4 separate regions of the Mus musculus genome follow, and all the other regions are linked to region 1. A link is a contact called in public ChIA-PET, capture Hi-C and promoter capture Hi-C data. All regions are on one chromosome and are shown on one strand. Each heading gives the region's core, a stretch centred on a gene start, on an enhancer-like site or on the middle of the called end of the contact. The rest is flanking DNA. Distances are from core to core; before and after follow the strand shown. Region 1 holds the start of Ifi211 (interferon activated gene 211). Region 2 overlaps Aim2 (absent in melanoma 2). Region 3 holds the start of Ifi206 (interferon activated gene 206). Region 4 holds the start of Ifi209 (interferon activated gene 209).

Region 1 (7,161 bases), core at 1,393-3,892:
AGTTGAAATACAGAGTAAGGTAAATATCTTTTAGTGGATGAGTTACAAAGAAAATGAGAACTCGGGTACCATGGTACATGCATGAAAGTCCAGTCCTGTAGAAGTAGAAATAGCAGGATCAGGAGCACATGACTGTTCTCAATTGTGAGAGTCTACTCCAAACATAAATGAAACACACACACACACACACACACACACACACACACACACACACACACACACACACACACACACACACCATGCATGCTAAGTATACATTAAAAGGTCATAAAGTAGAGTCTGCTGTGCAAGCCTTATGGCCTGAGATTAGATCCCTGGAACTTTTGTTTTTGTTCTTGTTTTGTTTTTTTGAGCATGGTTTCTCTGTGTAGTCCCAGCTGTCTTGGAACTCACTCTGTAGACCAGGCTGGCCTAGAACTCAGAAATTCGCCTGCCTCTGCTTCCCAAGTGCTGAGATTAAAGGCGTGCGCCACCACACCCAGCTACCTGGAACTTTTATAAAGAAACAACTCCCCAATGTTGTCCTGTGGTTTCCACATACATATTGCGATTTGTATATAATTTCTCACATCCTCCCCCAAAACACACATCAAGTATTCATTAGCCATTCAAAGGAATGAATTTCTGTCATTTGAAGTTTGATTGAATTTGACTGAAACTGGCCATAAGTATGTTAAGTAAAACACGGCATGTACAGGAAGAGAAACATCTCACGTTTCATTTATTTACAAAAATAAACTTTGTAGAAGAATGAAACGGGATAGTGGTCAGTAGGGATGACAAGAGGCAGCAGCACTGGAAAAATGAAGATGTTCAGTAAAGGACATCAAAACTCAGCACACGTCTCATCCCAAAATAGGAAATCCTAACACATACAACTATTGATTGTTGAAGACAAGGAAATGTTTGTTACTTGGACTAGACTACTACACATTATAAGTACAAATTGGCTTTATAATGTGCCATATAAAATCTTTAAGCTAGAAAAATTATTAAGTCATTTAAACTAAAAATGTAAAAGTATACAGCATTTAGAAGGCAGGGATTGGCAGAAATCTCTGAATTTGAGGCCATCCTGGACTACATAGTCATTTCTAAGCCAATCAATGCTACATAGTGGGACCTTGTCTAAAGAACAAAAACAAAATAGATCAAAACAAAACAAAAGCACAAAATGATACAATTTTTAAAGTGGTTTAGAAAAATACAATACCTTCGAATTGCTGACAAAATACTATTTGATGGATTTAAACATAGTAGAAAAATTTGATGCTGAAAGAGCAATTTAAAGACACCAAAATTCTCTGCTAATATAGGTAAGGACCATCCAAGAAACATCATAAAGCCTGGAGGCTCACTACTTAACAATGAAAGATTTCAACCCAAGAAAAGTGAAACAATTTTAATTATATAATTACCAAATAATAACAAATTTTAGTTTTACAACATTACTCCCAGGACATTAAATAGTACTATGTAGTAAAATACAAAATTAATTGTAGACATTTAAGAGGGTCATGGCAGTGGGTGTCTATGATTCAAGGCGCCAGAGTCTGAGGGAAAGACAGAAGCTGAGGCAGAGGCCAGAGGACTGTAAGTTTGAGGCTGGCCTCAGCTATGTGCCAAGTTATCGGAAACCAGGCTTGGATAATGAAATTATTCTTTAAACAGAACCATTAACAAGCAATAATATATATTTAAACAGGTATGATATTGTCTATGACTATGGTTTAAATTTTATGCATATCTCAACTACTAAAATTTAGGCAAAACAGGATAAAAAATTAGAAAAATTACAGAAGAAATTAGTAACAGTGAACAAGTTTAACTTTCCTCATGAGTATTCACCTCCAGCATGGCATGAAGAGGAGAGTATGACAAATATTGTCTCTAACATCTGATACAGAAGGGAGCTAAGAGGAGAGCTAAACATAAAAATGTCCACAATCTATTTAAATAACTGTATTAACAAAAGTGGGACATTTTTCTCTACAGGCTAATGTGAGTTATCAAGTTGTATATGAATCTCAGTTTTGTATATTCACAAAACTGGAAAGTGTGGTTTTCATTTAACATGATTTTAGTTATCAATATTTTTTGTTTCTGTCTTGTCTTTTACACAGTCCTTCACCACAAACACCTTACTCCCATGTCTTCTCTAGTGAAGATAAATGAAGAACAGTGATAAACACTAACTCATGAAAACTCATAGGAATAGAGGAGGCATCTTTATTCTGTCATCGGCTGTCTTCCTAGTGAAGCATCGGAAACCAGCTACAGCAGGTTTAATGCTGTGAGTGAAGCTGGCACCAGCCTTGGTCCTCCACCATTCAACACTGATTTTTTTCTATGGTCCTTTATATTTCACAGATAGATCTGATCACATGTTTAAGAAACAAACAGAACTCACCTTCCTGGATATTTCTGCAGTGATGTACAGATCCTGAGACCTTCACCGGGTCAAGAAGTGGCCTGCTTGGCTTGAGTAGGTAGGCAGATAAGTCAGTAAATGAGAAACTGAACAGTTGGGTGTAAAGGAAGAGGGTAGTGATTACAAAACTCTCAGAGTTGTTTCATTTCTTGAGCAGCACTGGCTGTCTCTCCCTGTGCTGTCTCCCTCGGGTGAGGAGTGCTGAAATAGCCAGGCCTACTCCCAGTTTCGTTCATAGCTTTCAATTTCCCTGGCTTTGGAAACATCTTAACTTCCTGTAAATACTGTGGTCACTATGAAAAAAAAATCACAGCTTAGTCAGGCTCACATTCTTTTCTGATGAATCTCACTAAATAAGAAAGTCCTAACCTTACAACTTTTGTAGCAAACGGATGTACACTAGCCACTAGACACAAAATTCACATACATGGTACAACCAGATCAAGGTGTTAAAACTAGCTGACCAGGGTTCTGCTCTACTTAGATAGGAGTCCTGGACAGCTAAGGTGGAGTTTTTATTGTAGTAAAGTACTCAAGGCCCAGGGAAGAGTCTAATACACTCAGGGTTTACAAGTATCAAGCCCTTTGGAAGCCAGAGAATTGTGGTTTTGAGGTCTTGCACAGACAGGCTGGTCTCCAGTTGAGCTGAGGTCTGAACTCCAAAGGGTGATAATTCAGCTACATGACACAGTAGGCATTCCCTTATGCTGCTGGAACTCTGGCTCCTGCCTAAGTTACCTCCCCCCACAGACCCCACAAGAGAAGCATGGGTAGAAGTCATGTAGGCAATGGCCCAAGCTTCTGACCTTCAGGCTAAACTCCTCCCCAGTTACCTAGCAACAGTAAAGACCATAAAAAGGGCTGTTCAGCTTCTGTTTGCTATCTTACTTGTCTCTTCTCTTACTCCTTTGTTCTCTTAACTCTCACTCTTCTCTCCTCTTTCCTTTCTCTTTGTCTTCTCCTCTCTTCTCTCTCTCTTACTCTTTCTCTCTAGCCTTCTCTCTCTCTCTCCCTCTCCCTCCCTCCCTTTTCTCTCTCTCCCTCCTCTCTCTCTCTTTTTCTAGCTTCTCTCTTATACCCCTGCATTTCTATAATAAAGCTCTAAAACCATAGAGTCTCTGCTCATCAAAATCTGCTACCCTCACTCTCGCAAGTTTTGGGAACCTCTCTTCTGCCATCCTTCTCTCCTATAACCATGGTGGCTTTAGCAAAGTAGCTCAAGGGATCCCAGGTAGGGCTGACCCTTGGCCACCCCCTGAAGAGTGGGTCAGAGGCTTGAATGCCCACCCAGGGCTGAGTGGAAAGTGTATGGCAGCTCTCCCACACCTGACAGACCAGAGAATAGGTAAAATTCTGGTGGGGTGTGGGTTTTCTCTTCCCCTGGGCCCCCTTTTTAGTTCCCAACAGCTTGTGGTTCTGGGATTTAACCACCAACTGCCAACAAGGTACTTGGAAGTTTTCATAATGAACTTCTGAAAGCAGCAGATGAAAGACAGTTTCAAACAGACAGTGCCTTTGTGACCCTGGGACCTCGAGAGTGGCTGGTGTCACAGCTGAGGTGTTATAGTTCTTGGCCCTTAAGGATTTGCAGCTGTCTGCAATGCTCCTGGTTGTCAGTCAATAGTACCTCAGTTTTCAGCTCTTCATAGCCATACTTGTCTTTATCTCTGACAGCTCTATGTCAGCTGGAGATACTGTCTGGATTTCTTCAGCTGCCTTTTCATCACACTGACCACTGTATGACTACCCCACTTCTAACACTCTATTTTCTCTCTTTTTAAAATTTTATTTAATCTTCTCTTTTTACACTCCATATTTTATCCCCCACCCGGCCCCTGGTTCACCCTCTGATTGTTCCCCACTCCATACCTACTTCCTGCCACCCTGTCTCCACAAGTATGTCCCCAACCCTATCCCTCACCTCTCCTAGACCTCCCCATTCCCTGTGGCCTTCAGTTTCTTGATAGTTAGGTGGATCTTCTCAGACTGAATACAGATCTGTCAGTCTTTTACTGGATATGTGTTGGGAGCCTCATATCAGCTGGTGTATGTTACTTGGTTGGCGTTCCAGTGTCTGAGAGATCTCATGGGTCCAGGTTAAATGAGACTGCTGGTCCACCTACAGGGTGGCCCTCCTCCCCAGCTTCTTTCATCTTTTCCCTGATACAACCCCATGGGTCAGCAGCTTCTGTCCATTGGGTGGGTGGAAGTACCTGCAGCTGACTTTTTCAGCTGCTGGTTGGGTCCTTCGGAGGGCAGTCATAATCGGTCCCTACTTGTGAGAGCTCCACAGCCTCAGTAATAGTGTCAGACCTTGCCATCAACTGGACTGTAGACAGATGTCTAGGCATAGAAATCAGCATCTGAATACATACTGTCCAAGACTTACCCCCAAACATGGATTTGTATACTTGCTGTTGTTTCTATTGTTGACTTGCAGTTTTAATCGCTGGGGGCCTCATTAAATGCAGGGTGTTATTTCAAGTTTTCAACATCTGGTAATACTTGCTTTATGCCCTAAGATGTGGTAAATTTTGAAGGAAGTTTCATGGATTTCTAAGAAAGAAGTATATTTAATGTTTAGATAACATTTTCTGTAGATACCTGTTAGGTCTATTTGATTGATGATCTTACTTTACTCCAAAATTTTCTCTTCATTTTTGTCTGGATGACTTGTTTATTGGTGAGAGTTGTATATTGAAGTCACCCACTATGCTAGGCTCAATATATAATTTTAGCTATAGTAATGTTTCTTTTGTAAAATTTAATACCATTATATCTGGTGCATAAATGTTAAGACAAAATTTTCTTGGTATGATTTCCTTTAATGCTTATACAGTGTTCTTCTTTTTCACTTTTGTTTAGTTTTGACACAAAGTCTGTTTTATTAAGTATTAAAATAGCTTTTATACCCTGATTGCATCTTGGTTCCATTTATGTAGAACACCATTTTCCATTTTCCACCCTAAATTTATAGTACAGTCTTGGATGGTAGAGTATGTTGTTATTTAATACAGCAGATAGATCCTGATTTCTAAACTAATCAGTTAGTAAATACCTTTTTATTGGAAGAATTGAGAAAATTAGTATTGAATGTAATTACTGAACAGTATTTATTAATTCCTTAATTAATTATTTATTAAATATTTTGTTATAGTAGATTGTCCCTCTTTTGATGAACTGTTCTTGGATATTTATTTTTTGTGTACTCTTGGGTATCTTAACCTTTCATATTAACACTTTTGAAGTTTTGTAGTGTCTTCTATAGATCTGGATTAGTAAAGGGAAATTGCTAAAAAATTGTTTTTATCATGAGATGTTTTCTTTCTCTGTAGATTGTGTTTTATATATATGCATATATATGTATGTGCATATATGCATATATACTATTTGTTTCTATTGTTGACTTGCAGTTTCAATCAATAGGGGTCAGATTAGATGTAGCAATATATGAATATTTTGCTGAATACAGCAGTCTAGGATGACTTCTGTGTTTTTTCAGAGTTTGTAGAATATTTGCCCAGTCCTTTCTTCTCAGAATCTCCGTTGAAAGTTAGAAATTGTTCTAATAGGTCTGCCTTTATAAGTGGCTTAGTCTTTTTTCCCTTGAAGCTTTAAATATCTTTTCTTTCTTCTGTACAGTTAATGTTTGAATTATTATATAACAAGGAGAGTTTCTCTTCTGGTCCTGTCTCTTTCATGTTCGGTATGCTGTTCACACCTTGATAATCATCTCCTTCTTTATTGCAGCAGTTTGTCTATGCTTTTGTTAAATATTGTCTATGCCTTTCACCTGGGTTTCTTCTTCTTCTTCTCCTATGTCTATTGTTTATATGATTTTTTCTTTGCCATGACATCCCAGATTTCCTAGAGGTTCTGTGTTTAGAGTCTTTTAGATTTAACATTTTCTTGATGGAGATATTAACTGCTTCTACCTGGCCTTCAAGACCTGAAATTCTCTCTTCCATGTCATTTATTCTGTTGGTGAGGCTTTCTGTTTAACTCGTACATTTTTTATTTTGAGTTTTACTTTAGCTTTGCCTTTCTTTAGTGAGTCTATATCTTTGTTTCATTCTCCTTTTATATCTTTAATTGTTTTTCTTATTTAATCCAACTGTTTGTAGTTTCATGGTCTTCCATGAGATATTCATTCATATTCATTTTAAGGTCCTTGAGCATACTCACAATGGCTATTGCAAAGTCCTTGTCATGTCTTTCTGATAAACTTCTCTTCTGAGGGTTTATAACAATAGAGTTGGCGGCTTATGGAGGAGGTATTCTGTATTTATTATTTTTGTATTTTGGTATTGCCTTTGGCACCAAGTATCTCTAATTATGAAATGTGAGCTGGTTTTGGTATAGATATCGGGTACTACATTTATTAGGTAGGTATTCAGATTTGTGGTTGCTGTTGCTCATATCAGAAAGATTAGACCAGGAAAATAAGTTTAGTTTTCAGTTTTGTGGTCACTCAGGATGCTAATATTCAGACTCTAACCAGTCCAGAATTGGTGCAGTGGGCAGTGTGGCTGTTGGGCTAGCACAGTGTATCTCAACCTCCCTAAAGCCAAGACCCTTTAATACTGTTTCTCATGTGGTGATAACTCCTAACCATAGATTTTGTTTCTACTTCAAAACTACAATTTTGCTATTGTTATCAATTATAATGCAAAGATCTGTTATGCAGATAGTTTTAGGAAATCCCTGGGAACAGGTTATGGGACCCACAA
Region 2 (7,161 bases), core at 1,787-4,286, 480 kb before region 1:
TTTATAACCAAAGTAGCCAAGTTTTCCATAATTATATTAATTCATACAGAGGAATGAAAATCACTTGGCAGAACTTTTACAAGCTCAACAGTGGGACTGTGAGTGGTTTTTAATCTGTTTGTTTGTCTAAATTTTCTGATTTTTGAAGCAATGATTTAAATTGCTTTTGTAACATGGACAAAGGTAAGAATAAGCAAGCTTAATAAAATAAATGGTAAAACACAAGAAAATTGTATGTTTTTTGGAGAATTTCTACATTTTATTTCGTTCTTTTTTTCTTTTTTGCTAGCAAAAGCAGCACAGAATAATCTACTGAAAATAAATTATAGGTACAAAGCAGACAGTTAAAAACAATCCTTAAGTTGCAAAAATTGAGTTGAAAATGTAAACTTTCATAAATAGCTAAAAAAAAAAATAGGTAGGGGGAGGTTGTTCAGCTGTCAAGTTACCAATGATTTGAAAACAATTCCCACACTGAGAATATTGTTTCTTAAAATAATTGACTATGCACAGAAATACAGATAATAGAGGTTACACTTGTTTAAAGGTATAAAGATGCAAGAACAGAGTAAATAACTATGGTCCCAGCACTTAGTTCTGGAACAGATTAGTATCAGGACTTCAAAAACTCCCGTGTTGACACCCACTCTCATCCACTTTCTGCCTTCCTGAAATACATACTGAGTACCTTGGGTTAGTATCACTCTGTACCATTAAACAAGATTCTACTTTTATACACTTCATACTTTTTTCCATAAGAAGAGGTTTATTGGGGGAAGTGGGGAAGAGAAGAAGGAGGAATGAGGGGATGAAGAAAGACCACTTTATACTTTTAAAATGGGATCATATACATGCATACATATTATATATTCTTCACTTTACAGATATTACCAATGCCATTCATGTCCTTTGTTGTTCATGTCCATCTGTATCATACAGCCCTCGCTGCAGATGCGGCAGTTTCCTCTTGCTCTTTCTACCCTTCCTTACCCTCGCTGTCCTCATCTTCTCTCTCTCCTATCTTCCCTCTCCCCTCTGAGGGTCCTACCAATCAGCATGGTTGAACGCTTCCACCAGGAATGGGAATGTTGTATTGGAATATGAATATTTTTTAAAAAAATTAATAGATAATTTCACATTTGTTTCAAACAAATTACATCTCTGTGTACCACCAGCAGTATGATTCAGATGATATGTAAGGGTTGTAGAAGTGTCTCAGTGGGTAAAAAATCACTTCCTGTGAAATATGAGGATGGACCTGAGATAAGAACTCCAGAACCCGCAAAAAGCTAAAGATAATGCACACCTTTATCCTTGGTGCTTGATGCGCAGATATAGGTGGGTCGGCTCCCTGGGGCTTGTTGGCTATCCACTGAAACTGAAACAGTGAGTTCCAGGATAAATGAACAATTCTGACTCAAAATACAAGGTTGGAAAGAGATTGAGGTTGAAACCCAATACTGACCTCTGGCAAAGAGGAACTCAACTGCATGCATATATACATACATCACACACACACATACACACACACACACACACCTCCTCACATAGACCCCCATACACCCAGACTCACCTACCAATACACTCACACACAAATATGCATATACATATACCTATAAATACAGAACATAACACACTTATACATAAATGTGCATACATGCACACACACACACACACACATATACATATATATGCATCCCACAGCCACATACATGCATGTGCACATACACACATAACACATGTTCACATGTATGCATGCACACCCCACATGGATGCAACTATACACATACATGTGCACACAGCCCCTTCATATCCACATGCACATACACCTATAGCTATTACATAGACAAACATTCATGTGGACACACATTCACACATGTGCACATGCACACCGTTATATGTACACACAAACCACACACATGCACAAACATGTATGCACCAGCATACACACAGGAACATACACTTAGATAGTAAGAGTTTTCATGTTGAAGATGTGAGGTAAAGTATCTAAACCTCTTCATATAGACCCTAAAAACAAGGGAATATCATTTTGAAAGGAAGGATATCTGTTAGTATATATTAAAATATTACAATGGCAAAGCTATGCAATACAAAGCAAACACTTCAAACAGGATACAAGAAAAATGATTTATAGATTTTAATTTATACACTGTTTACCTCTTCATATGTTTCTCGACATATATCCATGTGCCTTCTAGTATGTCTCTGCGCCACAGTCTTACTCTTTAGTTAAAGTGACAATATTTGTGGATATGTCAGAAGTTAGGAGTCAAGTAAAGTATAAGGTCGAGTTTCCAAGACACAGATGCTGAGATTTGCCTGAGGGAGTCACAGGAGCAATTGTAAGTGAGAGAGGCAAACTGTGTTGGACAGAGGGGGAAGCTGAACTCACCCATTCATAGTGGCAGCTGCAGAAGCCCCAGCAGGTCCCCTCAGGCTTGGATGGTTTCCAGTTGTCCATAGTTAGGGCAACCTTTCCATAAGTTAACATTGCCTTCAAGCTGAGTACAGGCAGCAATGTGACCTTGGGCAAGGCAGCTCCCTTTACAGCAGATGATTCTGTTATAAAACTCCGCTGTCTTAGTTGGGAGGAGGAGCAATGGGTTATGGGGTTTGGGTGGTGACAATTTCCAGTGCAGTTACAATAAACAGTTCCTGAACCACAGCCACGTAGAAAAAATAAGGTGGGGTGAATGGAGAGTGGTTTGTGGACATCTTAGAAGGCACGGTAGCAAACGATTGGCATGCCTTTGTGATCATGTGCTTTATGGATTCGGGAGACATGTCCTGGAGTGCCCAATTTTTATGTGGGCTGGTATATACCTTAAAGAGCTTTGTGTTATCCAGAGAAGAAAGTAATGAAATTATGGCAAGGATGAAGAACTTGGGAAACACTGGAAATGGAGCAGGGAAGCCTGGGAGGTTATTAAAGTAAGCTAGCTCAGAGGAGTCTTTTAGTAAGGAAGCTGTTTCTTACCTCTGTGTTTCTGGTTCCATCTTGACTAGAGCTGATTCCATTCACTTTGCTACCAGGAAGTGGTGTGGGGTGATGTGGTTAGGTGTCAGAGTTCGGGCTGTGGTTTCTGCTGGCTCAAGTTCAGGATATTTTTTTGTACATTGTATTAATCATATGATCTTAGGCCATGCACACAACAAACCTAAGCCTCTCTTTACCTATCTTCAAAATGGATATGATATAACTTTGCAGGATTGTTAGGGGTAATCAATCACTTGAAACAATGATTGTAACCATTGAAGTGAGAGGTTCAGAGACGGTGACCTTCCAAGCCAGAAAAAGTCACCCAGACTATGGCAATCATGTATCATGTCCTGTGTAAGAACTCCCAACCAGGAGTTTAAGAAAGAATTTTATGTCAACTTTAAATAAAAGACAAAGCAAGGATAATGACACAAATAAATAAAATATGAGAAGCAGATACATATGTATGTGACTGCCTGTATCCATGTATGCATGTATGTATGCATGTGTGTATACATTTTAGTTATCAACAGAGAGAATAGAGACAGTTGGTATTTGGACATCACAGCTTTATTGACATAAAGTGAGGTGTTGGGTACCAATCTGCAGAAGCACATGTTTTAGAATTTAATTAGAAAATCAGGCTGAAGTTTTTGATACCAGGAATCAATAAACGATAGACTGCATTGGCTGATGGGAATCCTAGTGTGTTAGGTACTTTCATATTTGTGATGTTCAGGTATGCCACATGATTGATAAAACATCCTGGGCAATTCACAGGAGGATACAGGAATCAGATACCAGAGACAAAGATTCTATCTTATGCACACATGCATACATGCGCGCACACACACACACACACATGCATGCACATGCAGATACATATACATATTTGAATGTGCACACTTGCGCATACCATGTTGCTGTGCTTGTCAGGGCCATTTCATTCCTCTGGACCCTCTGTTAGTCTGAGTATATCCCAACGACTCTGTGCTTGTCCTTGTGTCTCCCTGTCCTGTCCTTTTGTCCTTTTGTCCTTTTGTCCTTGTGTCTCCCTGTCCTGTCCTTTTGCCCACCTGAAGCCTCCGTAACTGTCAGTTCTCTGTTTCATCACCAAGTACATTGGCTCTTCTCATAATGTTGTAACATTTCTCCCACCTGACATGATAGGTGAGAGACAAGGAACCGGCAAGCATAAGTAGAAAGTTTCTAATTGTGAAGGAAACTGCAGCAGAAGAACTTGTCTTTTATATACGGAAACGGTATGATGGATTTTTATCATTAAAATCTCATTAGCAAATGATTATTACAAATGTTGGGCTATAAACCAGAAAAGAAAACCTGTTCTTATCCTCATGTATCCTGAAGTTCAGCAAAGGGATGGTCCTTGCATACAGACTGTAATTGCAGAATCAGAGGTCAACTGAGTCCCCTTACTTTCCAACATGTTCCTATGTCACCTCTGACTTCATTTTTCACTGGTGTCCCAAGTATGAGTCACACTAAGCGGACATGGTAAGCAATCCTGGTAAGTTGAGCATGGAATGGCTTTATGGATATTAGTAAAACTCGTGCACTTAACAGTTGTGGGTTGAGGTCTCAGTATATCGCATTCTCTTTGCTCATTGTTAGTTTTTAAAATATGGACTTGTGTAGCCCAAGTTGTCCTTGAAGTTCCTTTGTAGCCAAAGATGGTTTTGAAGTGACCTTGCCACCTCCACCCCTTAAGTGCAGCACCATGGCTGGCTTGATTTTTACATTGTTTATAAACGATATCTGAATATGCCCTATGCTTCTATAGCTTGCCTTTTTATGAAAATAGCAGAAACAACACAAAAATTTCCTAATACTAGTAATAGTGCACAGTGTTTGCTATAATATAATGTTTTATATTTGTCTTAGTATTTTATTGTCTTTCTTAGTCTTTTAACTATATAAACTCTTTCGATGTTCATAATGTTCCCCACCCCCACACCCACCCCCGCCACCAGATACACTCAGGTAGTCTCATGGAGTAGGTACTTCATAAGACCGTGAGACTTAAGGTCATCCAAGCTGATGTTTATTTTCATTTGTTTGATAGGGTGGCAGATATCATGAACTTCTGTGTCTTATGTGACCATGATGGGAAAATCATGGAATCCTGGCTTTGGGCTTGGGCGATGAACTGTAGAGATCAAATGAAGGGGGTGCACAGAATGGCAAGATTTCCAAGGCAGCAGGGTTCAGTACAGGGGGTTGAGGGATGTGAGGAAGGCCTGACCACTGACCTGACGGTCCTAGGCATATGCCCCTGCATGAGAGCAGGGACAGCTCACACTAGAAACAAAGCCTGTGTGCAGGCAGAAGGCAAGGGGAACCTTCCACTTGGTAGCAAAGCTGTATGATCCTGCGGTTTCAGAAGCTTACAGCTTTCTCAAAGGCCAGTATCTCTGCTTTGTTCCTGTCTCTGTTCATCTCTGCTTCAGGACAGTATGGCCCAGCATCCGCCAAGCAACCTAGACTAGAAGTCAGGATACGAGGGGTGAAAATTATAGAAAATATCATAGGAAAATCAGGCAATAGCCACCTGTATGCTTCCTAAATCTTAGTAGAACTTTTAAGATCTGAAACCTTCCACTCGCTGCCTTTATTGAGCTATAATTCACAGATAATGGGTATGCGTTAACAGGACACAATGTAGTATCTTCATGTGTACATATCTTGTGAAATGATAATCATAGAACAAAATTAATCTGTCTGTCTGTCTCTGTCTCTCTGTCTGTCTGTCTCTCTCTCTCTCTCTCTCTGTGTGTGTGTGTATGGTGTATGTGTATGTGTTTGTGTGTTTGCCTACATAGATATCTTTTTACCGTGGGTATAGTGAGAACCTTTGAGATCTGTCTTATTTTCTCAAGTTTCAAATGTATGCTACACTATTGATCCCCATCCTCCTTCTTTATCCTGCCTTCTGGTACCCCCTAGCTTGTGCTTCTGTTCTCTAGTGCTCTGACCTTTCTTTCTCAGTCTCCCTCCCTTGCTCCTCTTTTGCCCAGTGCCATGGCTCCCTGAGTCTCTAGGGGGTGCTTCCACCTCACCTCCCTCCTTAGCCACATCCTCTCCACAGCATCAGTTGCCATCTGCATTCTAATGCAGTTTGCATTATCCAGAGTTCTGACCTTTCATCTAAGCTCCAGGTTCATAAATTCAATTAAATCTCTCTATTTACATATCTCATGAGTACCTCAAATTTAACACTTCTTGCACGCAGCCCACATTCTTATCACCTGCCCTGCCCTGCTCCTCCTCTTCCTGTTTTTCTGTATCAATGACACTTTTTGAATGCTTCCCTGACCCAGCATTTTGGGTTTAGCCTTCAAATCTCTACCTCTTTTAAATAGGTTTTTCTTTTCCTCCTCCTCCTCCTCCTCCTCCTCCTCCTCCTCCTCCTCCTCCTCCTCTTCTTCCTCCTCCTCCTCCTCCTCCTCCTCCCCCTTCTTTTTTGTGTTTTTACTGGGCACATGTCACATTTGGGACTTTCCAGCATCTTACAAATAATTCACATGTAATAGTCCTACCTCCCCAACCCAGAAGTAAGTCCAACTTTCAGCTTCCTTTGCAGTGCAGATGGCTGGAGCAGACAAGGGCTTGCCCTAACGGGTGCTTTCCAGATGAGATTTGAGTCTGACGTCTTTGGTATAAGGACCAGAAACATGGAGGGCATAGCCCTTGCCAATATGGCTCCTTTAGGCGTGATTAGCTTTCAGGCAGCAACTGAAATTGCAATAGGATTGCTGACACCGAGGCAGCATTGGTGCTGAAGTTTTAGCAGTGGCTGTGGAGACAGATCCTGGCATTCTGCAGGTGACAGCAGCAGTGAGCTTCCTCCTTCAGAACAGTTTCACTGTGTGGTTTGATGTGTGGGTGGGGGGAGGGGTGGGGAGCCTTTTTCTGTGAGTTTAGACCAGACTTTGTTCCTTTATCCTTTACTGATCTCTGAGGTTATTATTTTTAAGAAAACAAGACTTTATTAAGCTAGCTGGAGTCAATTCTGTTGTTTGCAGCAAGAATCTTGAGCAATTTGATGTTATTGATCCTTCTGTGGAAGGAAATTTAGGTGTGTTTTGAGCTGTGTAACAGGTTCAGGGAAGGATGGGATGAACAAGAAATAGGAACCATGG
Region 3 (7,161 bases), core at 3,456-5,955, 420 kb before region 1:
TCCTTCTTTTTTCTAAGTATATCAACATGATCTGCAAGTTCTGGAATATCTTCGCATACTTCTATCAGTTTGCTCAATCCAGCATCCTCTGGGAACTTTTCTTCCATTAAGTCAGCAATCTTAATTCTGTCATAATCATCTTGCATGTTCTTAGTCAGTTTTAGGTCATGGTTCAGTAAGGACTTAAGTGCTCTAAAGTTATAGTCATTCATATATTCTAATCCAGACAGAAGAACAATTTGCTTGTAGTAATTCACCATCTCTCAAGTTATGGATAAGACTACAAGAGAATAACAGTAGACTGAATTACACACATAAGAGACCATTTAAAATACAGAGCATATCTAGGTAGCAAACAGCCCTTGACATAGTGTTGTCTATACCTGTGCATGAGAAAAAATGGAGCATCGCTTACTAACTGTGCCACTGTGGGAAAAAATGAGTGCAGAACCGCTTGGTTAGTAAATCAGTCTAAGGAACTCTTCCCTGATGATGATGATGGATGAGTGAGGTCGCTGAAGGTGGTTATGGGAAAGCATGGAAATCACCGTTTGTTACAGTGTATAGAGTATGGGCTGTGAAGGTTGAAATCCCAGGTCCTTTTTTTCCATTGTATATTGATCCTGGAACTTGGTTCTTCTTCCCATTCTTTTTTTTTCTCTTTTAACAATTGTTTATTGTTTTATCTATTTATTCATATCCCACTTGTTTTTCTCCCACCTTGTGAGAGACCAAGCTGTGGGAAACCAGACCTTCAACAACTCCTAACCTGAGATCCAATTGACCCTTTGATGGGAGTCGAGCCACCCCCTCCTTCTTATCTTGACCTGGGACTTTTTAGACAGAGCCAGCATTCCAAGATAAGCCACAAGATTTTTGAAGCCTGCACTCAGCATCTGCCTCAGATATCTGTCCCTCTCTCTGTGCTTTGATTATTCCCCCTCACCCCTCCCTGTTTCCTCTCACTGTGTGCTTATAATCAGGCTCCCAGCCTCCATTAAATAGACCTTGACAACTCTTTGCTTGGTCTCCCTCCCTTTTCTCGCCCTTTTCTTTTTCAGGATTGGTCCCCCTGGACCCCACGAATAGCTAGGTCCTGCAGGTCGGGATACCACCTGGTTTGCCCTCAGAGAGTTCCTCCTGACATCCTCCCTCCCCAATGTTCCCTCATCCTGGTGCATCAAGTCTTTGTAGGATCAGGCACATCCTCTCCCAGTGAGGCCAGAAGTGCCAGCCCTCTGCTACATATGTGACAGGGGCCTGGGGACAGCCTGCTTATGCTCTTTGGTTGGTGGCTCAGCCCCTGGGAGCTCTCAGGAGTTCAGGTTAGTTGAAGTGTCTTTATTTGTTACTAGAACCTGCCTCTAGATATCCCCCTGTTACTTCCTGACTTGCCCATACTCAAATGGCTTATCTATAAATGGTCTGTGTGTTCTCTCAGTTTATAGGAATGGGTGTTGACTACAACAGGATGAACCTGGCCCAGGCATTGACTCTAGTCCACTTGGTTCTTTGTTAAGCAGCTTCCATTAGCATCCTGTCTCACCAGGTGTTAGACCTTGCTTTCTGTGTCCTTGGTATTGTCATTTTGCTAAGTACTTTCTAGTGCCAGGTGGCAGCATTCACTGGAGGGTATTATTTCTATAGCTACTTGCTTTTTCTCCTTTTAGACTTGACTTTTTAAAATGGGTTTTCCTTGCTCATAGTGCAGTTTTCTCTGAATAGGCTGTGTTTAAATGCTGCTAAAATAAGCTAATAGCTGACAAGTTTTTTAAATAAAATTTTATTAATCCTTAAAATACTTCGGAAGTCCTTGGATAATCTGCTTCTTTTACATACGGTTCTTTTATATTTGTGATATGACACACTTCAGAATGCACAGCACCCATTCCCTTGGCATGCTCTGTGAAGTAGATGGTGTCCTTTTCATCACCATTCTTCCATTGCTTTCTCTGTCTGCCATCTATGATGACCTTTAAGAATCAACTGAGACTTTACCTTCTGGAAATTCCTAAAATTCTCCCACTAGACCAACGTTCCTTTTCTACACATGATTAGGAGTTTCTAAACATCCTTAATAACTCTCAAGGATGGAATAAATTTGATAGTTGCTTAAAGTTTAAGTCATTTTAGTTATGGGGTATTTTATCCATCTGTCTGTGTCTGTCTCTCTGTCTCTGTCTCTGTCTATCTCTCTCTGAATCTGTGTGTGTGAGTGTGTGTATGTGTGTGAGTGTGTGTGTGCATGTGTGTGTGTTTGTGTGTGTAATATTCTAATCAGAGTGCTAAATGTTCTCAGATTACTAACCTTTTACAACAGCATTGTCTGGCAGACACGGTTCAGAAGACGAAAGGCAAGTCTACAAAGAGAAATAGAACATTGATGGTGATACTAAAGAAGATCAGATCATATGAAAGACCATACTCTCTAGAGCAATCAGATTTCAGCAAAATAGTGGGATGATTTTATATTACAATGGCCTAAGATACTACAAACTGGAGGAGTTTCAAAATTTTGAAGGTTGTATTTATTTTATGATTTTTGACAATAAGCTTATGCCAAAATATAGACTGATGTGAAATGACAGGAGACCTTGACATTTTTGATATAATCTGCTTACATGTAAATGTTCATTCTTTTCTGCTAAAATAATATTTTTTTAAATGTTGCAATAATGATCCCAATCTCAACAATATTCAGTAGTATAGTGTTTCAGGTATTTACATTAAAACCCATCTTCAGTTAGCAAATCCTAGATATCAAAGTATAGTCATCCCCAATGGTGCAAAGAGGTACCCTTAACTTACCCTACATAAAACAAACACTGAGAATGAGTGTCTGAATGTAGACCAATTCACACTCAGAGAAGAAAGCCTCAACAGTACTCTCTGGCATCAGTGCCTCGGCAGGTTCAGATGAGCTAACGCACCAGGAAGAGCTCTGGGAAGTGTGGTAAGAAAATAGTGTGTGCAGTTGAGAGCTCCTCAGAGTAAAACCTAAGCAAGGTGAAAACTGGGTGAGTCTCTGCCTCAGGAGTGAAACTCTCCTCAGAGAGAGGAGAGACAGTAAGGACATCAACAGGACCACTGAAGGAGGAAACAACATAAGCTCAGTAATGTTGTCATCACTTGTTAGCCACTTGAGTCATAAAGAGAAGGCAAGAAAAGAAATGCAGATGTCCCATAAAAGAAGTAGTCATAGTAAAATCCAGAAAAATGTGTCCTCAACCTACCCTACAGGAACTAACATATAATTGGTTAATTAACATCCTTTGTCAAATTTTCTTTAATATGTGCAGCTAAATGTTTCCATTAAGGCATGCATTCATGGAAATTATAAAATAAATCCTTTTTATAGAAACTAATAAGAACAGATTTTTTTATATTAGCATTGTCTTAATTAGAACCAAAAATATAAAATTCTTCTCAGAAAACCAAAAGAATGACAATAGTTTACCTCCTAGAAATAGAAAAGTGTTTTAATAATAGAATTGTCCAGTAATAACTTAAAAAACCAAAATTTAATGCATGATTTAGGAGTATTTATCTTAATTTCTAAATGAACAGGGTCATAACTTTTGTAAAATTTTAGAAAGTCTGGGCAGCATAATTAATACACCTAATAAGTGATAGATCAACCATAGTGCACAGAGGGACTGCAGAAGAGTCTAAAAGTATGAAGTATACATCTAGTTCCGATGAACCTCCAACTCTTTTCTAAGTCTTACCACCAGAAAACAAAATCAAAGAAAACTAAAAAGACAAAAACCCAAAGCAATTAACTTTCAGGATGATACAGACTAACAATGTCTACAATATTACTTTATTCACTTGATGCACAAGTGAATGAAGACCATTTAATGTGCTTCTTAAGTCAATAAAACCACAGGTTTGCAATCATAATGAATCTGGGATATCTTTGACTACATATGCCCATTGGTGCCCAGGTTGTGTATGGTTGCAATAATAGATAATGCAGCCTGAGGGCTAGATGCATTTTTTCAGTATTATTGCTTCATGGCAATTTTTCCTGTCACAAACTTGTCTGTTGCCCAGCCACTCACTACAACCACCAGGTTCTAAGCATTCTCCAGCCAAGAAAACTAAAGCACTCTTCTTATTCACTTATCCAGACTTACCTAAAAAACGTGTATTTTATAATCTGAAATATGCCCCTTTTTGGGTCAGTCTTACTGGTGGAGGAATCAGGATGCCTAGCATCATTATGAGCCAAGGACCTGAATCCAGATAGTGCAGATTCACTGCTCAGTGTAGCAGCCACCAGCTTGGCTTCCTTCTCTCTCAACCTAAAGATCGACAAGGATTTCACCTGTAGTCGTGTGCATTCACAGAGAAAGCAGGGGGAGGACTCACCTCTTCAGAAAATTCTTCAGTGGTATCCAGTTTTGCAGGGCAGGAAGCAGTGAGTGAGTGAGCAAGTGAGTGAGTGAGTGAGAGAGAGAGAGAGAGAGAGAGAGAGAGAGAGAGAGAGAGAGAGTGTGTGTGTGTGTGTGTGTGAGTCTGTGTGTGAGTGTGTGTATGAAGAGTAAACAGTAAATCTCTCAGAAAGAGAACCAGAGGATTTTGTAATCTCCTGAAATTCTGAGACAATGAAGTGTTTTCAGAGAGAGATGGAAAGCTGACACTGGGTAGAGTCACTGCTCAGCTGCTCAGACTGAGGGGAACTGGGTTTCTCATCCTGTGCTACTTTGTGGGGAGTGGACAAGGTTCATAGCTTTCGATTTCCTCAGAGACAGAAACTCAAGAGTTTCCTTCCTGTAAACAATTACCAAAAAAGTCAAAGAGAGCTAGTTACACTCAGGATGTTTCTTGCAAATCTTCATAGGTACAAGATTTAGATTTATAATCCTCATGTCCTACAGGCTTGCAAAAGGATCCCTAGGAACCTTCATTCCTTTGAATGAAGGTGAAAACTTAGACCAAAAAAAGCCAAGTCACCCAGTCTCTTCTTTCTTTTCTGCTCAGACTCAGTGTCAGGAGATCTTTGCTGTGTCAGTTGCCAGCTGCATGTGAATGAGTTTCAAGGAAAATCTGAGATGAAACAACTCCTGGTTTAAGTCATTCCTGTAGCATCTATGCATCCATTAGTAGCTCCCAAGACCTAGACTTGCCACAGCATAATGTTACAAACACACAACTCCAAGCTGCAACCTCAAATAGCTAGAAAGGCATTTGGCATTATCCACCTCCCTCTTGATTATAGAACTAAGCTGTCCTCCTTCAATGGTGAAGTTAATGCTTCCTCAGTGTCTCTACATTATTCACTGGTAAGCACAGGGAAACCTGGGGCCTGGGAGTCAGTGGGAAACCTCGAGCTTTGATTGAGATTATGGACTGAAATAATGCTTGTCCTGCTGCACTTTTCTGGCATGGAGAATTCAAGGATTAAGGATTGATGTAATCCTGAAACATGGAACAAATGGTATCAAGTAGCAGATAATGGTATGAGAGCCTGCCAGCTGGTCTGCAAAAGAGGATAATGCCATAGCTAGGTAACCAGTCACCTGGATGAAAATGATGGGAGTTAAAATGCTTTCCAACTGCTAGTCTTGGGCAACTTTTGGATGTCTCTGCCTTTGATAGCAGAACAGTTGGGGGAAATCACCATCCCTGACCTCAAGCTTTCCTACAGAGCAATAGTGATTCAACTTGCATGGTATTGGTACAGAGACAGACATGTTGATCAATGGAATAGAAATGAAGACCCAGAAATAAAACCACACACTTCCCATCACTTGATCTTGACAAGCCAAAACTATACAATGGAAAAAAGAAAGCATTTCAAAAAAGGGTGTTAGTCTAACTGGCTGTCTGTATGTTGAAGAATGAAAATAGACCCATATTTATCACCTTGCACAAAGCTCAAGTCTAATTAGATCAAGGACCTCAAAATAAAATCAGATACACTGAATCTAATGGAAGAGATAATGGGAAAGAGCCTTGAACTCATTGGCACAGGGGGAAATTTCCTAAACAGAACTCTAATGGTTCATGCTCTAAGATCAAGGATTGATAAATGGGACATCATGAAACTGGCAAGGTTGTAAAGCAAAGAACATAGTTGATAAGACAGATCAGCAACCTAAAGATTTTGAAATAATCTTCACTAACCCCACATCAAATAGAGGGCTAATATCCAAAAATACATAAAGAACTCAAGAATCTAATCACCAAGCACCCAAATAACCCAATCAAAAAATGGGGTATTGAACTAAACCTAGATTTCAATTCTGAGGAATCTCGAATGACTGAGAAGCACCTAAAGAAATGTCTAAAGTCCTTAGTGGTCAGAGAAATGCAAATCAAAATGGCCCTGAGATTCCACTTTACACCAATCAGAATGGCTACGATCAAAATCACAGGTGACAACACATATTGGAGAGGATGTGTAGAAAGAGGAACAGTCCTTCATTGCTGGTGGGATTGCAAACTGGTACAACAACTCTAAAAATCAATCTGGAGGTTCCTTAGAAAATTGGAAATAGATCTACCTGAAGACCCAGCTATACCACTCTTGGGAATAAACCCAAAAGATGCCCCACCATGCCACAGGGGCAAGTGTTCTCTATGTTCATAGCAGCCTTATTTGATAGCCCGAAGCTGGAAACAACCCAGATGTCCCATGACAGAAGAATGGATACAGAAATTGTAGTTCATTTACACAATGGAATGCTACTCAGCTATTAAGAATGAGGACATCCTGAGTTTTCCAGGCAAAAAGATGGAACTAGAAATTATCATCCCGAGTGAGCTAACTCTTACCCAAAAGGACATGTATGACCTGTACTCACTAATAAGCAGATCTTACCAAAAAAAAAAAAGTATAAAAGGTCAACAAGTTGAAGTGCCAAGTGAGGATGCCTTAGTTCCACTTGGGAGAGAGAAGAAATCAATCACAAGTGGGGAGGGAGCGACCTGGGAGGGAATGTAGATGGGGAGGGAGGGAGTGGGTGAGAGAGGAGAACCTGATCTGATATTGGGTGAGTGAAAAGGTTTGAAGCCCTGAAGCCAGCAGAAAGAATGGAAACAGGCAACCTCAGGAGATAGGAGGTTGGGGGAACCCTCCAGAATATACTAGAAACCTGAGAGGTGAGAGACTCTCAGTATTCAAAGGGAGAGACCTTAGATGAAATGCCAGAT
Region 4 (7,161 bases), core at 1,368-3,867, 280 kb before region 1:
ACAGGTGGTGTTTGGGAAAGAAATGGGATGTGGAATAGTCGGAGTAGGGACGGGTATAGGGGAGAATAAAATATGGATTGTAAAAAAAAATAAATTAAAAATGAAAGAAAATGATAAAGTAAAATTAAAAATTAATTGAGCTGAGAGATCCAAAAACCTTGGGAATGAAAATTTTTGAGTTTCCCAGGAAAATGAACAAGGTTCCTTGGGGCAGCCAGGAAAAATGGGCCATTAATCAATGGCTGTCCTAATACTGGATCAAAAGGGAGTATAAGCCCAGAGCTGAGTCATTTCCTGGAATATTTAGCTGAAGGAGAAACAAGCCCAGAGCTGAGTCAGTTCCTAGATTCTTCGAGGCCTCACCAAATAATAGAACCAATCAAAAGTGTACTAATGTCGCTGCGCAGTTCTAGCCAATCATGTTAGAGGTTTCCTAACTGTTCTAGAAAATTCCTCCAGCCCTGCATAAATGGGGCCTGCGATCTCTTTGGGTTGTCTCCATTTTGTATGGATAGCTTACCCTGTCAAGTTAGACATTTCTGCAAGATAAATGCTCTTTGCTTTTGCATACTATTTGAGTCTTGGGTCTTTCTTCAGCCATTCTTGGGCTCTTACAGAGACAGAATTAATCACATAAGTTTGTGAAGTTTTCAAATAAAAATTAATGTTATGGGCTAAAGAGTTGGTTCAGTTGTTAAGAGTATTTGCTGCTGTTTCAGGACCCAGGTGTGATTACCAGCAACCACATGGAGATTTATCACCTCCTTGGGTACCAGGCATTTACGTGTTGCACAGACATACATGTGGGCAAAAACATTCATACACCTAAAATAATAAAAATTAAATCTAAAAAAAGTGAAAGTGGAAAATAATAAGGAAAAAAGTAATTTTATATAAAATAGTGAAAAGTAAAAATTAATTTAAAGAAAAGTTCATTAAAACATTAAATAAGTTAATACTCGTGTTTAATTATTATTTGATTCCATTATTAGTATTCATCCTGTGCGATAATATCTAATTATAAGTAAAACTGTATCTCAGAGATAATGAGCAAGTCCCTTTCATAAAGTCAATTGGCAATAAAGAAAACATGATGAAATTAGGCATAGTGTACATACATGTGATCCCTACACTCAGGAGGCCAGAGCAGGAAGAGCTACATTTTGAGACTGGCCTGGGCTCCATAGTCAGACCCTGCATCGACTACCAAATGACAACAACAACAGGGATAAGAAGTCAAAGTGTAATATCACCACTTTGCCACATCACAAATTAAACCATAATTTCTTTCTCTGATGCTGTAATTTGGAATGATCCATACAAATACTGTCCACAGTGCTTGTCCCAGATTGGTACCTTTGGCTACCTTGTGGCTATGTTGGGCTTCTGCAGCAGGGATAGGCAAATCCACTGAGACATAAGCAGGAGCTGAGCGGAAACAGTAGGATCAACTTCCCCTGGGCTTTCTTTACTAAATCAGTTCAAAAGATGAAGAAAGGAAAAGGAAAAACTACATTGGCCAAACAAAAGAAAGATAAAGATGGTATTTTCCAACCTCCATTCACCATGAATAAAGGGCTGCAACCAGAATCAATGGTGGAGACACAGCACAAGTCCAGTGGCTTAGCTCTCCCAAGAAAAGCTTCTCTCTGGCTTTCCTTCCCCTTCTCTCCTTTTTGGGAATAATTAGTATTTTATGTAGTCTAAGAAACTAGTGAAAATGGCATCTAGTCAGCAAATCCACAGTTTCTAGTCATCTATATTGTTTCAGAAATACTTCAAGGTAATCCAATTCCCAATGATGGAAACATGAAATGATGGCACATTTTTAAAAGTTCTTAATTAAGGCAATCACCAGTTAAAGAATACTACTTTCCAAAGCTGGGTAAAAGATTTAAATCTAAACTGATCCTGGTCTACAGAGAGAGTTCCTGGCCAGCCAAGACTACACAGTAAAACTGTCTTTGAAAGTAAATAAATTAATAATAATAATAGTAGTAGTAGTAGTAGTAGTAGTAGTAGTAGTAGTAACAGAAAAGAGGAAAGCTAAAGCCAAAATCCTTTCTGCTTACGTGAGATTGGAGTCATATGTTTCTAACAGCATGGTACTCTGGAAAGTCCAGGGAACTAACAAAGGAGTGAAGTGTTTAAACCAAAAGCAATTTCATCTCAGATTTTTTCTTTCCTTTTCTTTTCTTTGCTTTTTTTCTTTCTTTCTTTTTTTTTTTCTTTTTGAAATTCATTCAAGAGCAGCTAGCAATTGCCAATTTCTCCTGCTGCCATTTGCATCCTGAGCAGGAAAGAAAGAGACCTGGTGACTTAGCTTTGCCTTTTGGGAGTTCATCTTTATTCAAAAGAGAGCACATTCCTGGTGACTCACTTGTGAGTTTGTTGGATGCAGTGCTTTTATATTTGGTTCTTGTACCTGTAAGATTTGTAAGAAAAGCAAAACATATCAATGGAGTGTAACTGTCTCTGACTTTCTTATGGTGACTAAAAGGTATACAGGAAGAAAACTGTTGAGTTTCAATCTCTGAGTAAATCGAAAGAGATGCACTCTGCCGGGAGGGGAACTTCCTGTTTCTTAGCTCTTCTGCCAACAAAACAACACCCAGCTGAGACATTCAGCAAGCCTCAGTCCATGGAGTGAGTCTAACCTGAGAATTTCTGTAGATTACATTTTCCAGTTCCCAAGAGATTTATTGGTTTATCTTCTTACACACATACACATACACACACACACACACACACACACACACACACACACACACACACACACCAACTCCTCCCTGTCCCCAACAAACTTTAAGAAGAAGAAGGACAAAAGAGAAGAGGAGGAAGAGGAGTGGAGAAGCCTCTAGTCCTGCCCTGTAGAAGATCTCAGCTTTACATCCCTAGAGAAACATCCAGCAAGGTGAGTTCTACCTGTTTTCTGTAGATATGGTAGATATTGGCTACATCTGTAAAAACAACAAGGACAGTGAAAAGACCTTTGCTGGTTCTTGTGGAGGAGGCAGTGCTGATCTGGTGCCTGCTGCACTCAGCAGTGAGCCCACAGCAGCCGGATTAGGGTCAGTCACTCAAAAAGATAGCAGACATCTTTAGTCCTCCACCACAGAGGAATGAGCTAAGAATAAAACATTTTGCATATTTTAGATAGTTTAATGAACTTTTTAAGCATAAATCTGAATAAGTGGATAATGTGAAGGCTATAATTAGCTCGGATAGGGAGTTCATGGTTATCTGGGATATGTGGGTGAGTGGGAAAAAGCCAAGATAGTGGCATGAAAAATTATTGTGAATGAAAAGTGCCTCTGGACATGAAATGAATTTTCTAATATCCTATCACTATGTGTAGTAGGAAGTTTCTCAGGTTCATAATATATAAACACAAAATGGTTTAACCATTTCCCAAGCCCATTCTGTGTTGTTCTTTCTTCACACCTCTCTAAAGATGGTATTTCCATTGTTAATTTCTACCATCAGGAAAGTTATTTTATTTTCCTTTTGGTTCTCTAATGGTGAAGTGTAATAGAGTGATGGAAGGTCAATTAGAACACATGTATCTTGCACATTTATAGAACAGTTTAAAGAATATATGTACCACAGCAGAGGACTTGGATAGAAGCTCTTAATTGATTTCAAAGTTCTGTGAACATTAGACCAGGCTCACTAAGTTTATTAATTATTGTAGCTAAACTTTCTAAATCACTGCAAAAGATTTTACTTATTTTTAACAATCAAGGGATGTACTTCTTTTTTATTTATTTTTATTTTTATTTTATTTTATTATATTTCAAATGTTATCCACCTTCCCAGTTTCCCCTCTTCAAACCTACTATCTCATCCCCTCTTCCTCTGCCTCTATGAGGGTACTCCCTCACACACCCAACCACTCCTGCCTGCCTGCCCTGCCATTCCCCAACACTGGGGCATTGGGCCTTCACAGGACCAAGAACCACCCCTCCCACTGATACCAAATAAGGCCATCCTCTGCTACATTTGCAGCTGGAGCCATGGTTCCCTTCATGTATACTCTTTGGTTGGTGGTTTAGTCCCTGAGAGCTCTGGGGGTTCTGTTTGGTTGATATTGTTGTTCTTCCCATGGGATGGCAAACCCCTTTAGCTCCTTCAGTCCTTCCCTAACTCCTCCATTGGGGTCCCATTGTTCAGTCTGGTGGTTGGCTGTGAGCATCTGCAATCTGTATTAGTCAGGCAGAGCCTCCATAGAGATGTACTTCTAAATGTACCATGATATTCTGATCTTTCTATTATTATTATAAGCAAGCCAGCTCATTCAGTCAACAATGTCTCAAGGGAGGGAGGATTAAAAAGAAAAAGACAATTAGACATTATAACATGACTCCAGACAGCGCTGACACTAAAGCAGGTTTATTTTTTCCCAGTCAGCTTTTATACCTTCTAGGTCCTTGCAGAGAACAGGGTCAATTTTTAAATCAAAGTAATCAAGAAAGGCTATGAACAAAGAGATCACACCAGGTAGGAATCAGCCAAAGCAATAAACAAAGTATCCTGAGTCATCATTTCTAGGGATTACCAAGACAAAAGCAAAGTCACACCTTCCTTGACTGTATTTGCCTCAATCCTAGCATCAGCCCAAATGCAATGCTGTTACTGATCCTACTGAGCCCAGTGACAAGTACTGGCCAAATTTCTATAAACAGCACCAAAAGCTCTCCACCTTATTAGATAAATCAACTATTTGTAGGAATGTTATCATTTTGTAGTATTTTAAATCAACTTAAATATAATATAGATGAAATGACTTTTTTTTAGTTACAATATGAAATGGTTTGGTTTAAAAATTCCCCTTATTATTTAATAAGGTTTATTAATAACATATGGCTATGTATATCAATTTGTATTATATTATATTTTTATTATTTAAAATAATTTTAAATTTAAATATATTTTTACAATTCTTCCACTCCCCAAATTTTTTCATATCCTCTGACCCTCTCTACCTACCCAACTTTAAGTTCTTCCTCAAAATAAAACCAAAAAACTTATAGCAAAACCCCCAAAACAAGAAAATAAAATAAAATTACACCCAAAGAGAAAAAAAAAACAACAACTGCCAAACTTTAAGCAAATGAAAGAGTGATGTACGCCTGGGTTGGTGTCTATAATTCTCTTTTGGTAGTGTGCAGAATATCTTTTAGTACCAACAAAATTTACAAGTGGGGGTGAGGCTTTATGTAGGTACCAGCCAGACATCTCTATGTTCAAAGAGTTGTGACAGTGAAATCTTCTTCAGTGGGGCCTCTTGTCAGTTTGTGAAGAGCAACGGGAAGTCTTGGCAAAAGTCTGGGTTATTTGGGGATTCCTGTGGGGACCCTTTGGACAACAACTCAACTAAGTGTAACCCAATTCCAGTTATGAAAGCTGCATGTGGTGACAAGAAGTGCCTAGGTGGGACTCTGTCTCTTCTATTAATTCGAAATTCCACTTAGACTGCCTTCATATAGGTAATATTTTGGGAGTTTTCTACTGTATTAGGTTTCCATACTACCCCTCAAATGTCCTTTAACTTTATATTCTCTCCCCATATTCCCTTCCATAACTCCTTCTCCTCTTCCCCTCCCCACTTGATCTTCCTGTCCCAAGTCCCATTCCATAATTATCTATTTTATTGCCATTTCCTAAAGAGATCTATCTTTTCACTCCATCCAGTGTTTCTCTACCTGTGGGTGGGAACACTTTGGTGGTTTGAAAGACCCTTTCACATGGGTTGCATATCAGATATCCTGCATATCAGTTATACTGCATATCAGATATCCTGCATAACAGAAATTTACAGTTCATAACAGTAGCAAAATTACAGTTATGAAATAGCAACAAAATAATTTTGCGGTTGGGGTCACCTCATGAGGAACTGAATTGAAGAGTTTCAGTATCAGGAAGGTTGTGAACAACAGCTCAAGTTGTTTATTCTATGCCTACCCCCTGTGGTTCTACAGATTATAGCTTGGTTATCATTGACTTATCCATAGCAACATATCTTAAATAAAATGTAACAATAGCTTTTACGTAAATGACTATGACATATATATTCAGGCTCATAATACCATTTTTTCAAGTTTCTGCTGTAGTTATTTCATTTGTGATACTTCCGTATTCTCCTCCTTGTCTTTTCTTTATAGCTATGTCTTATAGTTTAAAGGAAACTCTAAGTGAACCGTTACAACCTTTCCATTGCTCTAACAGTCAGCTATTCTTCCTGTTTTTCTTCTTTCACTTGGGCTTCTCTTGTAATGCAGAGGCAAGACCAGTAAAATTTGTGTTTCTGCTAAATTTTTACTGCAAGGAAATCCAACTTCGCTCACAATTGCTTCCTCACAAATAATTCTAATATCTGTTTTTTGTGGTTTTGGTCTTTGAAACTACTGAAGCTGGCAGTGTCAGACAATATATTTTTGAAACTGTCATGTTTATCAACTTAAGGCTTTGTTTCATTTTTTATTTTAATTTATGCTAAGTTTAAGGTACCTCCTTATAAAAGCAGGAATATATTTCCCTATCCAGAATGTGGTATCTGCAGATGTATATTAATACCTATTTTCTAAGTACAATTTTACTGGGAACTTCACTGTTAGGGATCATTACCACAAAATCAAGGCAGTCTGTCAAGAACAAAATGTGATGGTTCCCATGTAAGTGGGATGCATACAAATTATTCATACCTCCTGACATGTCACATATCATTATCTTTTGGAACTGTGTTTTGTCACAAGTCATGAAAGAAATCAAAGTTTTTTTATTTGTAAAGCTCTTTGGTTTATGACATCATGGAGCAGTGGTGTGTAAAGTTCACACACTCTTGTTCAAGGCAAAGTTTCTGCTGAGACTAAGCTTTTACCTTTTGCTCGAATCTTGCAAGTGATCTAGTTGGACTGACTACTTTCATGTCAGCTAGACAAAAACTAGAGTCATTTTGTAAACCAGACTCTTGATTGAGAAAATTGGTCTGCCAGACTGGCTTGTGGGCATGACTGTGGGGAGTTTTCTTGATTGACATGGAAGGTCCAGTCACTGTGAGAAGTGTCATTCCTGAGCTGGTGGTTCTGGATCCTGTAAGAAAGCATGCCAAACAAGCTATGGAGAGCAGGCCAGTAAGCAAAATCCCTGTGTGGCATGAGG

The links. ChIA-PET counts read pairs in DNA pulled down with a chosen protein or histone mark. Capture Hi-C pulls out chosen DNA fragments and counts their contacts.
Region 2: an RNA polymerase II ChIA-PET map of memory CD8 T cells shows a contact between it and region 1, with 14 read pairs. The contact joins the enhancer-like site here to the promoter of Ifi211 in region 1. A contact is called at or near these places in 3 of 115 datasets of contacts at active chromatin or transcription factors (epiblast stem cells, large pre-B cells and memory CD8 T cells) and 3 of 9 other capture datasets (adipose tissue, liver and macrophages).
Region 3: a contact with region 1 is called in a capture Hi-C map of macrophages, with 5 times the contacts expected there. The contact joins the promoter of Ifi206 here to the promoter of Ifi211 in region 1. A contact is called at or near these places in 1 of 115 datasets of contacts at active chromatin or transcription factors (memory CD8 T cells) and 2 of 9 other capture datasets (liver and macrophages).
Region 4: a promoter capture Hi-C map of liver shows a contact between it and region 1. The contact joins the promoter of Ifi209 here to the promoter of Ifi211 in region 1. A contact is called at or near these places in 1 of 484 Hi-C or Micro-C datasets (B cells), 1 of 115 datasets of contacts at active chromatin or transcription factors (heart atrium) and 2 of 9 other capture datasets (adipose tissue and liver).

Annotation. Positions count from the first base shown.
Region 1 is chr1:173,910,404-173,917,564 of GRCm38.p6, forward strand. It overlaps Ifi211 (interferon activated gene 211), which reads right to left and starts at 2,643. Exons shown (of 7, transcript NM_001033450.4): 1 at 2,411-2,643.
Region 2 is chr1:173,434,660-173,441,820 of GRCm38.p6, forward strand. All of the region lies in intron 2 of Aim2 (absent in melanoma 2), which reads left to right. Among named protein-coding and RNA genes, the nearest start is that of Aim2, 18 kb to the left of the region's middle. Within about 2 kb of position 3,037, at least 71 of the 459 cell types and tissues checked have an H3K27ac peak or open chromatin away from gene starts, as enhancers often do. A contact at or near this core is called in memory CD8 T cells, where this site is marked.
Region 3 is chr1:173,486,613-173,493,773 of GRCm38.p6, forward strand. It overlaps Ifi206 (interferon activated gene 206), which reads right to left and starts at 4,706. Exons shown (of 8, transcript NM_001372437.1): 1 at 4,375-4,706; 2 at 2,309-2,360; 3 at 1-280. The coding sequence starts at 260.
Region 4 is chr1:173,628,242-173,635,402 of GRCm38.p6, forward strand. It overlaps Ifi209 (interferon activated gene 209), which reads left to right and starts at 2,618. Exons shown (of 7, transcript NM_175026.3): 1 at 2,618-2,914.